Linked DNA regions of Mus musculus: all the other regions are linked to region 3. A link is a contact called in public promoter capture Hi-C data. All regions are on one chromosome and are shown on one strand. Each heading gives the region's core, a stretch centred on a gene start, on an enhancer-like site or on the middle of the called end of the contact. The rest is flanking DNA. Distances are from core to core; before and after follow the strand shown. Region 1 has its middle 8.5 kb from the start of Gm33045. Region 2 has its middle 92 kb from the start of Gpbp1. Region 3 holds the start of 4930526H09Rik (RIKEN cDNA 4930526H09 gene).

The links. Promoter capture Hi-C pulls out the DNA fragments that hold promoters and counts their contacts.
Region 1: a contact with region 3 is called in a promoter capture Hi-C map of hippocampal neurons, with 3 times the contacts expected there. The contact joins the enhancer-like site here to the promoter of 4930526H09Rik in region 3. A contact is called at or near these places in 2 of 39 promoter capture datasets (hippocampal neurons and neutrophils), 1 of 15 datasets of contacts at CTCF or cohesin (the NIH/3T3 cell line) and 3 of 484 Hi-C or Micro-C datasets (bone marrow-derived macrophages, cerebral cortex and muscle stem cells).
Region 2: a promoter capture Hi-C map of hippocampal neurons shows a contact between it and region 3, with 2.5 times the contacts expected there. The contact joins the enhancer-like site here to the promoter of 4930526H09Rik in region 3. A contact is called at or near these places in 1 of 39 promoter capture datasets (hippocampal neurons), 2 of 484 Hi-C or Micro-C datasets (the AML12 cell line and ventral hippocampal neurons), 1 of 115 datasets of contacts at active chromatin or transcription factors (pancreatic cancer cells) and 1 of 9 other capture datasets (embryonic stem cells).

Annotation. Positions count from the first base shown.
Region 1 is chr13:110,616,777-110,620,702 of GRCm38.p6, reverse strand. No RefSeq gene overlaps it. Among named protein-coding and RNA genes, the nearest start is that of Gm33045, 8.5 kb to the left of the region's middle. Within about 2 kb of position 1,587, at least 4 of the 459 cell types and tissues checked have an H3K27ac peak or open chromatin away from gene starts, as enhancers often do. A contact at or near this core is called in hippocampal neurons, where this site is marked.
Region 2 is chr13:111,396,237-111,400,481 of GRCm38.p6, reverse strand. No RefSeq gene overlaps it. Among named protein-coding and RNA genes, the nearest start is that of Gpbp1, 92 kb to the left of the region's middle. Within about 2 kb of position 2,716, at least 41 of the 459 cell types and tissues checked have an H3K27ac peak or open chromatin away from gene starts, as enhancers often do. A contact at or near this core is called in hippocampal neurons, where this site is marked.
Region 3 is chr13:110,902,436-110,906,355 of GRCm38.p6, reverse strand. It overlaps 4930526H09Rik (RIKEN cDNA 4930526H09 gene), which reads left to right and starts at 2,510. Exons shown (of 3, transcript NR_131194.1): 1 at 2,510-2,987. It overlaps Gm38397 (predicted gene, 38397), which reads right to left and starts at 2,857. Exons shown (of 5, transcript NR_131193.1): 1 at 2,829-2,857; 2 at 2,532-2,589; 3 at 2,113-2,278; 4 at 1-192.

The sequences.
Region 1 (3,926 bases), core at 338-2,837, 280 kb after region 3:
AAAAGTGAATCTAGTAGCACTGTCCTGTTGGGAAAGTGAGCTTGGTGAATCTACACTGGTCAGTGATTACCAAACTCTTTTCCAGAGGCATATGCATAGAAGTATGCTGAGACAGGGGTTTATGAGTAACAACCAGGACCTAACGCTTAAAGTTTAGAACCTCATAGTTTCCCACGCTGATGGATTCATTTATGCAAAGAAATTACAGCGCAGTGGCTGCTAGCTATATTCAGAGACGTCTGGCAAATGTCTTGAACTTCATTTCCCATTCTTGATCTCAACACTCCACTCCATCCTCTCTTATCTGTCTACCGTTCTGTACTCTGATCCCATGAGGCCAATATATTTATATTCCAAATATAAGGGAAACTACATGCTATGTCTTTCTCTGTGCTATTATTTATTTATATTTCATCTATTTGCTTTTTGAGATAGGCTTTCATTATTTAGCCCAGGCTGACCTCAAACTTTCAGTCTGCCTACCTCAGCCTCTAGAGTGCTGAGGTTTCAGGCATCCACTATCTGCCCAGCTGCTTTCCTGTCTTTTAAAAGTTAAAATTATACTATTTTCAGAATGCTTTGAGTATACCTACTCATATAGATGCCCTTTTTGAAATACCAAAATTCCTTCATGCATAGCAATAAAAAGCTGCCTCTTGCTTTCATACTTCTGTGTCAGAGCCTTGGCTAACCAGGAGCCTCTCTAAGTATCTCCTCTTACTAAATTCCCACATTTTATAGAAACTGTCATACTCATGTCCTCTTAATGTACAGCCTTTGGAGTATGGTAAGAGGAAAAGATTCCCCTCTTCTCATGAAGTCTGAACTGGTCTTGGGATCTGATTTCATGGACTGCAGCATGAATTATGATAAGTAAATGATAAGGCTAGGCTTTTTGTGTGCGGCTGCCTTCTCTTCCTTGGGAACATGGAGTCCAATAGAGGAAGCTTATGAACTCCAATGGAGCAGGAGACCCAGAAGAAATGAGATGACCCGTTCTAACTGAAACCAGCACTTTTATAAATTTTAAATTATTCACTCTGGCTTATTTTCAGGAATCATCTCTCCTTACCAATATTAAATAGAGTAAGAAGGTTTATACTGAAATTAAATTTCTCTCCAGGCAAAAACTGAACAAAAAGGAGTTAAATGCTTTATTTTTTTAAGTAAATAAAAAGCAAATTAACCAAAGATTATATTGACATTAAAAATTTGCCTGTGGGCATTTACAGCAGCTGTGTCCATAATCACCAAATCACAGAAGCAACCATGATGTTTTCCAACAGATAAATCGATAAGCGTCCAGACAATGAGCTACTATACATTCACTTAAAGGACAAGCTACTGCTCCACAGAAGCCAAGATGGAAATGTAAAGGTAGGTACTCTCAAGTGAAGGAAACCACTCTGTAATGCCTACACTGTATCATCACAGTTACTTGGCATTCTAAAACAAGGCGAAAGAGTGGAGACAGGAAAAGAACAATGGTCCCCCCCAGGAGTTTTAGAGGAACAGAAGGCAAGTGGGCGAGGCACCTGGTATTCTTATGGCAGAGGAACAGTTCCCTCTCGTGCTAGAATGGTGGATTCGTGTTGTGCATTTAGAAACACTCACAGAAGAAAGGATGTCCTAATGTGAACCATGCATGTGTTCAGTGGTCAAGTGAAAATGATGATTCACGAGTTGCTACAAGGATGCCAGAATGATCTTGTCCATAGTGGGGAGACCACAGAAAGTTGGCACAGATGCATAGGGGTTCTGGCTATCCTGCTGTGACCCCCAGAGCCTCTAGATTATCTGATGCTTATTTATTTTTATTCTATGTGTAGGCATGCTTTACTTATTGGGTGTATGTGCACCATACTACCTATGTGCACGTAGTACCTGTGGCAGCAGGAGAAAGGCATACGATCTCCTGGCACTGGAGTTATAAGTAGTTGTGAGCTGTCATAAAGGTAAGAAATCCTCAGACTTCTGCAAGAGCAGCAAGTGCTCTCAAGTGCTGGAGTCGTCGTTAGAGCTCCTGGAGTATATATTTAAAACTTGGAGAAAAACAACTTTAGAATGATTGACCATTCATTACAGTGAGTGAAATGAGAAGAAAAAAAAGAAAAAAAACAAAACAAAACCAAAAAGCTCAACAAGTTAGCCCTTAGAGATAGCAATTCAGACCTATAATGAGATAAGCATGTATCCATCCAACTAAAGGCTATCATTGAAAAGACCGCATTGTCAGACACGTGGACACCATATCTTTTCTACATCACCTCATAGCGTGAAAAATACGCAGCCATTCTTTCTTAGACAATTAAAACATACTTCCTTGAGTAATTCCACTTTTCAATATGTCCCCATGGAAACTGTAAACATAGGTAAATAAAAGGGTTTGTAAACCAATACTGATAGCAACTTTTTCCGTAATTCCTCCAAACTACAAACAAAACCACCTGCATTCGACCAGGGAGTGTGTAAGTATTGCACACTGTGCTATAGTATTACAGCAAATTCTACTCATCAATAGAGCCAAGCAAACGACTGTCTCAGGCCACAGTAGAGATGAATCTTCCAGGCCCTGGGCTTGGAAGCAGGATTGGCTTCATAGGCCGGAGGCATAGGGACTGTCACAGAACAGCCTGTGTTTGCAAAGGCTTTAGAGGAGATTGAGTACTCTACTGTCACCACCTTGAAACTTTCTATATATTTCTAACACGGTCCTGTATCTTCAGGCTTCACCCTGAGGCTTTTAAGTACATAGCCGGTTAGATCACTACCTCTTTGTGTTATAAAGTTCCTTAAATCCGTTCAACTTTAGATTTTTAATCTCCATTCAAAGTCTCTCTCTCTCTCTCTCTCTCTCTCTCTCTCTCTCTCTCTCTCTCTCTCTCTCTGTCTGTCTCTCTCTCTCTTACACACACACAATGCATTAATTTGATCCATATCACTTTTTGTTTTCTCAATACCTGGCTCCCTTCTTCAGATCAAAGAAGAGCAAATCTAAGGCTCTTTAGTGACTACAATGGACATGTTCTCCAGTGAACTTAAAGTTTTGAGAGAGTCTGTTTTGCCACAGGACTTCTTGTAAATATACCAGCTGATTTAATGAGTAGGAGTTTAAAGACAGGATGAGGTACATCAATGGAGAACTCAGTTTACATGTTTTCTGCTTAAATACTGTTCCTTCCATGGCTTTAGCACTTTTTACAGTGTAAAAGGAAATGAAAGTCTTATACTACGGGTGTTATCTAAGTTGTCTATTCCAAAATGATATTGAATTCTAACTCCCTGTGTGAATGGGATCCAATGTAGAAATGGAAGCTTTTCAATTGATCGTGTTAAGATGAGATCATTGAATATCTCTAATCCTATGTAACTGGTAGCACTTTCTTACAAAGAAAATTTGGGACAGACAGGCATCCAGGTGCAGGAAGATGTAAAAACACTGAGAGAATTCTAGGGACGCCTGAGGCTGCCACAAAGTAGGAGAAAGGCCAGGAATCAATTTCCTCCATGGCCATAGAAGGAGACAGCCATACCTAAGCCTGACTCACCAGAAATGGGCAGAAATCGGCTTCTGCTCTTTAACCCACTGAAATGACAAACAGACATGTGCTATCATTCAGCTGTAAGAGAAATCCAGAGTCTTTGTTTCACTCTCCACCTTTTCCTTCTTATAGATGACTCTGCTTCCCAGCACGCTTGTAGGTGGGTTGTGCTTGGCTCTCCATCAGAGGGATGCCTTTTGTTTAATGATCATATGCGTTCTCCCTCAGAGTGACACCATAGACCATCTAAGTGTTTAGACATGTGTGCTTGAAGTACAGGTTTCTGGATCCTAGAACAGTAGGTAGAATTAGATTATAATTGCAAATGAATGAATATTGAATTAGTATTTTTTAATGATCTCCTCCAATATCCCATACCTCTGT
Region 2 (4,245 bases), core at 1,467-3,966, 490 kb before region 3:
ATTGATCCATTCCTATCTCCTTGTACTAAGGTCAAATCTAAGTGGATCAAGGAACTTCACATAAAACCAGAGACACTGAAACTTATAGAGGAGAAAGTGGGGAAAAGCCATGTCTGTTTTCTTCCTCGCCTGCAGATAGCAACCCTCAGAGTAGCAGACCTGCACAGCTTTGCTAACATCTTGGGTACAGTGTGCTGCGAAGAAGGACATTTACAGTCTTTCCTTGCCTGATTAGCTGCAAACTGATTAAAACATATGCTTTAAGGACTGAGCTGTCTCCTTTATGATTCCATAAAGCACTGTGTGGTCTTATATAATGAGGCAAACTGTAGAATCTGATGTTTAGGGAGCAATGAAAGCTGTAGACCTCAGGGGCATAGATCACAGTGGAGTTTCAGGTTAATACAAGCTTTCTGCATTGGGGGATTAACTATCTTTTGCTCCTGTAAGCACCGAGCTACACTTGCTTTCTGTATTAGATTATATACCCCAGTCTACTGTCGTCTTTGACCTTATAGTGGGCAAGATCTCTGAGTAAGCCACACGAAGAGGAAAGAGGTTTCTTTCGCATTTTGGGGTGCTGGGGGTTGTGTCCCTGGAAAGTTATGTTGGATTTCTAATTCCCAGTGCCCCAGAATGGAGAGTCACTTTTGGTGAGTATAATACATTTTAAGTTGAGGTTATACTAGTGTGGGTGATGTCCTTCTATAAGCACGACGTGAAGACACAGCTGCACATGGAGAGTGCCTCATAGAAATAGCCAGCTAGAATGATGCATCTTCATGCCAAGTAATAAAACCAGAAAGAACTTCCTGCACCTCCTAGAGGAACCATGGCCCTGCCAACACCTTCTAAGACGTGCAGCCTCCAGAACTGAGACAATACAATCCTACTGTTAAAGATTTGCTGTGGAATCCATGGAAGGTAACAATTGATCTGTACCAGTGACCTCCTCCTCTGGCTGCGTCACTCACAGAAATGCTTGACAGGGACCTGGATGGCATAGTATGGTATGGTGGGAAGGGAATGGATCCACTATTCTCTACACTTGCAGATTCTTTTGCCTATCTAAGACACCTTTTGCAGCAATTGCTGCTCAATGGCTTTCTTCCCACTCCTTTCCTCTTAGTTTCAGCCCATTTGATGCTGGATGGAGGGATGGGCAGAGTGCTTACAACTTGGAAGTAGCGAACGCTAATTCACATTTCATCTCCCTGTCACTCTAACAGTCCCACCTGCTTTTCCATTCTATCTATCTATCTATCTATCTATCTATCTATCTATCTATCTATCATCTATCCATCCATCCATCCATCCATCCATCCATCCTCTATCTATCTATCTATCTATCTATCTATCTATCTATCTATCTATCTGTCTATCTATCTGTCGGTGTTGTTATAACTTGGGGTTATGACAACCATCTATGCATTGTTTCTGCATTGAGAGAGTGCAGCATTATTGAGGGCTCATAACTAGAAGCTCATGTTCTGGTGTCCTTCACTTCTGGTGTCCTTCACCGATCTCCTTGTCCTGTCAGTCTGACGCCCACTATGGATATCTTTGCTCCAGGTCTCGCTGTATTTCACTTCTGCCTGAAGTAGCTAGTATTCCTTCCTGCCATTTTCAACAATCCAGACCCACTTCAAATTTTTCCTGAGCCCTCTTCTCCTTCAGGCAAAGACTTTGTTTTGCTTCGATTTCATCTCATAGATCCCTCTAGAATACAGGGCAGTAATTTTTTTTTGGTTAGCATTCTTTTTGATCCATTACAACATAAGTTTATTGAGTCGGGCGGTGCACACTACTTTTTTATTTTCTTACTCTTATGACTGGATTGCATTTTGGACTCCAGTTCTGGGAGTGAGGATCAATTGCTTAAATGATAACAGTACATTAGCTGTTCAGGGATACTAGACTGTTTCTTGGTGGTATAACTCTTAAGAGACAGGCTGTGGGAGGAGCCCCTGGAAGTGGAGCTGATCTGGGGAGGTGGGTGGCACAGAGTACCAACATCTCACTTCTCCTCTGACAAAACCTACAACAGGGTCTCTGTACAACTTTCTGGATGGATCAGTCTTTGGTGATCATCTCCTTTGGTCTTAATCGAGGTTTGATTTTCACAGTCAGGTTCCTTTCCTTATAAATCAACTATAAGAATCACATGCTGATACTATACTTTCAAAACACACACACACACACACACACACACACACACACACACCCGACATACACACATTAACCTCCCCTGCACCGCCCTCTCCCCCCATTTTGGAGAAGTAACAAAGGACATGAAGGGTTGGGATGCTGCAGGAAGCTGAACAATGCACTGGACAGCTTCTACAATTATCCTGTCCAAATGCTAATAGTGCTGACGTCAAGAAGTGCTGACACAAAGCCTGAAACTCATGAAGGTCACACTGTGTATGGAGGGTGACCTGTGGGGGACTTCTAGTCTTTGCACACAGTGATGATTCTCTTCTTTCGGGGGGGCCTGGCAGGTCCTGAAATAGAACAACGTCCATCTACGTCACAAGCTCACAGTTGATAGAGAGATCACATCAACAGTGGTTCCTTACATAAACACCATTCTTCAAAACACAGGCTCTTCAAACAGCTGGCACTGGGGGGAGCACAGCCTCTGCCCTGCTCTGGGACCCCCAACTAGGATCTGTCATGCTAATGTAAACAGGACAAGCCTCTCCAGCCCCAGCACTGTTTACCAGGAACCTGCTAGAGTAAACAAGGCTGTTAAGCTTAACTTAGTGCGCAGCTGTAGTCACTCTGACCCCTGCATTTGCAGAGCAGCAGTAACCTTGGGGGTGAAACTGACAGATGCTGTAGTCCAGATTGGTTTAAAGAGGGGGAGGGCTTCTGAGTGCTTTCCAAGGGGATGATGGTCAACTCTCTTCCCAAGAGTTAAGAACTGACTCAAAAACAAAGAAGCCAGTCCCAGCATCCTCCCGGCTCTGAGGTGAGGCTGTCAAGGTCTGTGACAGCTGCGCACGGAAGTGTGGGAGGCTTAGGCAGCACTCTTCTTCCCACAGGTGGAAATCACACTCTTAAGTAGAAACTGGGCCAGGTTTTTGTTTGTTTGCCATTTTAGAATTTGCATTTACGGAAGAGCAAGCAAAGAGGGAAGACTCTTAGGGGACATTACAGCCCAGCCTGCAGCTCCAGAGATTGCTGTCCTGATAGGAGCAGGCACACCTTCCCCACCCCCACTCCCCACTCCCACCCTGCCTCCCCTTTTCGGTTCACACTATGCTGCAGGGCTGGCAGGGGACACAGTTTTGTTTATTCTCTGGCTAGGCTTGTTGAGTGGGAGAAAGCGCATTCTCAAATGCAGCTACTGTGGCACAGTCAAGCAGGTTCCGGTTCAGCTGTAGCTTCCGGTTATTTCCGTCTACGTTTTGCTCTGTCAACTCCTTAAAAGTTACATTAGTCCTCCATTGCAGCAGTTCAGCACCTAGACTATTAATGTCAAAAGTTCAGACCTAGGCTCCAGCACTCACAGGTTGGGTGTGCTCAGGGGGGCTGCTTGGCCTTTGTGCACCATGTTCCTTGCTAAAATGAGGGAATACTTGTACCTGCTTCAAGCGGCTGTGTGGATTTCAAATATTTAAATATTTGATTTTTAAAAGGTTTATTTATTTATATGAGTACATGCTAGCTGCCATCAGACACACCAGAAGAGAGCTTCGGATCCCATTACAGATGGCTGTGAGCCACCATGTGGTTGCTGGGAATTGAACTCAGGACCCCTGGAAGGAGCAGTCAGTGCTTTTAACCTCTGAGCCATCTCACCAGCTACCGGATTTTAATGGCTTAATACCCGCAAAGGACATATGGGACAGTTTCAGGTGGATGCTGGGTATTTTATTTGCCAATAAACACCTGCCGCCTTAAGTGGGAAGCTTAGCCTTCATGAATTGGGTTGTAAATGTAGCAGCTTTTGCTATAGGGAGCAGGTACCCGAAAGCCAGTGTGCGTGTGTCAAAGCCCCAGTGTTCCAGAGCTGATTTTCACCCTCAGTTACAAAGGATTTTGTCCTTTTAAGGCCTGACCTTTTTGAGGGCCCCATGTGTCCCAGAAAAAGTGTCCACTGGCTTTTCTTAGGCTACCCCTGAGCTGACCACAAGCTTTTCCTTCTATTGGAGTAGGTATGATTTTTGGGATAGTGAGTCCAAATTGGGTCAAATCAGAATTTTCTGGAGCAGAGAGCTGGCACGTCTGAAGAAAAGC
Region 3 (3,920 bases), core at 1,261-3,760:
CTTCATTGTGGTGTTTCCATGCACACTCTTCTTGATCCCCATCTCCCATTATCCTCTTGGTTTTGGTCCCATTCTGATGGTCCTTCCCATGCCAGTAGTTGCCCTTTCTGTTGGATGTCTTCCATCCCTGTCTTCCTCTCTACTCCCACTTCAGGACTTACTTCCCCATTATCCTTCTTTTAGTTTTCCAATCTGTATTCCCATACAAAAAAAAAAAGAGAGAGACAAAAAATTAAAATCAAGAATCTACTAATGAGATTAGTACATGTGGTTGTCTTTCTGACTCTGAGATGCTTCACTTAACATAATAATTTCCAGTACCATCCATCTTCCTGCAAGTATCACTGTCTTAGTCTTCTTATGGGTAAGAGAAAGTCTATTTTGCTGTATTAACCACATTTTAAAATTTGTTTTCTTTTTCTTTTATAAAATCATCTTTTATTTTGACATGATAGTTACATCATTTCCCTCAGCCATTTCCTCCCCTCAAGGTCTCCCTGGTATCCCTCCTCGCTCTTTTTCAAATTTGACTCCATTCATCTATAGATGGACATCTGAATTGGTCCATTCTCTTAGCTATTGTGAATAGTGGAACAGTAATAGGCGACTTACAGTCCTCTGGGGAAGTGCTCAGGAGTAGCCTAGCTGGGTGTGATGGTGCTCCTTGTTGTAGATTGAGTTTGTTTATTTTCATGTTTAATCACCACACTGATTTGCATGGAGGCTGCACTCATTTATACGCCTACCAGCAGTGAATAAAGGTTCCTCTTTCCTCACATCCGCACAAGTGAGCAATAAACACTTTTAAAAGTATTTGGCATCTTTAGCAACTAGAAAATGCAAAGCAAAAACAACTCTGAGACTTATTTGTAATTTATCACCTTTCATTTTAGAGATGAGAGAGCTGAAGCCTAAGAGGAATTAGACATTATATATTTTTCCCAAGATGCATAGATAAAAACCACAGGGTTTGATTTCCGTCCTGTGACTGTCAGTCTCAGTTTCTTTGTTGTACCCTTAGACACTGTCACAACTGAACGAGCTCAGCATGTCCTTTCTGTAGGAAGATCCCTAGAGTTTGGAACAATAGTCATGATTGTGGAAAGTTCTCAGGGTGTTCCTTTTCTCCTTAACAATTAGTATAGATTGAAAATAAAGTTAAAATGTTTCTAACTGTTAAGGTGATGGTAGTTAGATCCAGATTGATAGAGGCAGCACAGAGTTAAAAGAAAGAGGAGACAGACCATATATAAATATATATTCTGTATATAGAAGCAGAATTGCCCTTTAATCTGAACAGCTGAAGGGGAGAGGTCTCTCTGAGTGAATGGAAGCTACTTACATTAGCACAGTGGGCTAGGGGATTTTATAGGAAAGAGGAATGACTTTGGGGATAGAAGCTTCTATCTGAGGTCAGTTCCCCTGCAGGGTCCCAGCGGAAAACACCAAAGGAGGTTAGTGTGTTATCTATCTTAATAGAAGCCAGGTGTTATTACCAGTCAAGTTTCCAGTCTGGATTTTCTCAGTCTACCTGAGACTTTTAACCCTTCAGTGGTATCCTGGGGAAGGGAGGGGTGGTACTAGTGACTTTCACATTAAGTGAAGAGTTTATTTAACAGTAATGTACTGACTTAAAAAAACTGTGACGAATATATGACAGTAAAATATTAACCACAGACAGAATAGAGGGAAATAAAGACATCCTCTATACCAGTGATTCCTAACCTTCTTAAAGCTGCAGACCCTTTAATTCAACTCCCCCTGTGGTGAATCCCATGACAAAATTAGTTCATTGCTACTCCATAACTAATTTTGCTACTGTTTTGAATCACGATGTAAGTATCTATCTGGATATCTGACATATGACCCTCCAAAGAGGTTGCTATCCACAAGTTGAGAATCACTGGAGTCTATACCACCTTGGCGGCATTTTTGTAAATCTGAAACAATTTGGAAAGCAAGCTTATGAATGATACAGTGATAGAGGAAGCTCATGATAACACCCACGAGTAGCTCAAAGGCCACAATGCTTCTGCTCTCCAGAGAGAGGTGACCGCTCTCCTGTAAGCTCTCTGCTTTGGAGCTCCAGCCACATCACCACACCTCCATCACCTTACAGAGCATGCCTCCAGTTTGTTTAAGTCTCTGAAGTGGTGAGGCTCACTGCGTATGCTCCATTCTGTCCTCGCGCTGTGCTGGTTTCTGTGGCGCAGGCAGCTATGCGCTTCACATTTATCTTCTTACTGACACTCAAAACTGGCCTTCCTTTGTCGGGATTCTGCAAGACCAAAGGAAGTGTTTTAAAACGTCCTTCTGTTAGGTTACCACGCATGATGATCCTAGTCAAGTCCTGATAGCTGAGCCATTTGGATCTGGCCTTTGTGACAGGTTTCTTGTTCTGGAAGTCTGAGTCCTGGGAGATCCAGAACATGATTGGCTTCTATGGCATGTCAGCCCTGCAGAGCCTCGTCTGCCTCTTATACAAGCATCCTGTTGCTTTTGATCTCTTATTTCTAAGGTTACTAGCTTACCATGGATGGCTGTAGTGAAGGTATAGCCACAAGACTGAGGAATCAATACAGCATACATCTGTTAGCAACACAGGAGGCCAACTTGAAGTTAGGTCAGAAAGGATATATTCAAAAAGTTCCCAAAGTTCTGATTCCTACGTGTTTCTGAAATGTGCCCCTTCTTGTATCAGTTGGGGTCCATCTGATAAAGAACACCTTTGAAATCTATCTTGGGTGAGAGAAAGATTGGTCCTCAGAGCATTGCTGGTTTGGATGATGGAAAAGGTGAGATGCCAAACAGAAGACAAGGCCACTCACGTTAGCTGTAGCAGGAAGCTATAATCAGCGCTGGGCTGTGTGGACAAAGAGAGGAAGTAGTGTTTCCACAGCCAAGGGTGGGATCCCTGGACTGCAGCCAGGACTGGAGCATGCGTGCACAGAGGCAGCTGAAGCCAAAGAGGAAATACAACTGCTGCTGTAAGTGTCATCTGAGGCCTTAGAGAGAGAAACATCCTGAAGTTTTCTGTTTTTCAGGCTGCTGACAGTAAATATTTCTGGGCAAAGCTAACCAGAAACCTGCTAACCCAGAGGCTCTTTTCAGCACAGAGCAGAGAAGCGAGTTCTCTTTTCAGATACAAAGGACCGCTGCTCCAGCTGAGCCTCTACCTTCTCCTTCTCCTTCTTGTACTGTTACTTATGGTACAGACATACATGTACACATGTCCTCACAGACGTTCCTGACACAACAGTGATAGTCTCCTTCCGTTTCTTCTTTCATACTTTAGACAGAATGATGGTCTAAAACAAACAGATTTGGCTCCTGTTTAAGCCAAAAAATAATTCCTTGTCACTGTGTATCAAGCCCAAGAATTTTATCACGGAAGTCAAGTTTTTTTGTCTGGCTCTTATCTTCCTCTTTAGCCTTTTTCTCCCGCAATTCAGGGCTAAAGGTGAAGTTCTGTGGGCAAAGTGCTTGCTTGCTTAGAATGTGCAATGTCTTACACTTAATCCTCAGGAATGCAAAAATATGAAAATGATGGTTTGTTTCCTACAACTGTTGCATGGCTCGTCTTGAATGCAATGAAGACTATGTAAGACACAGAGTCATCATAGACAGCTATGGCCAAGGTGTCAGAGCGTCAGCTGTTAACTCTCCATCCTCAAATAGCTTCTAGAACCCTGGAAGAACATGAGATGGGAAGATTTCACCTACTCCAGGGAAATAAAGGGGCAGAGAGATGCATGGGCTATGGAATGATGCCAACGGATCAGAGAACAAGTCTGTGCGATTTGTGACATTCTTAGTAAAACCCATCACGTTTGATAAGTCTGGCTATGTGGTATGAAATTTGATTGAGAATAGAACTTCGTGTCTAAAGAAGTGGTTCTCACTACTATTCCTAAAATTAA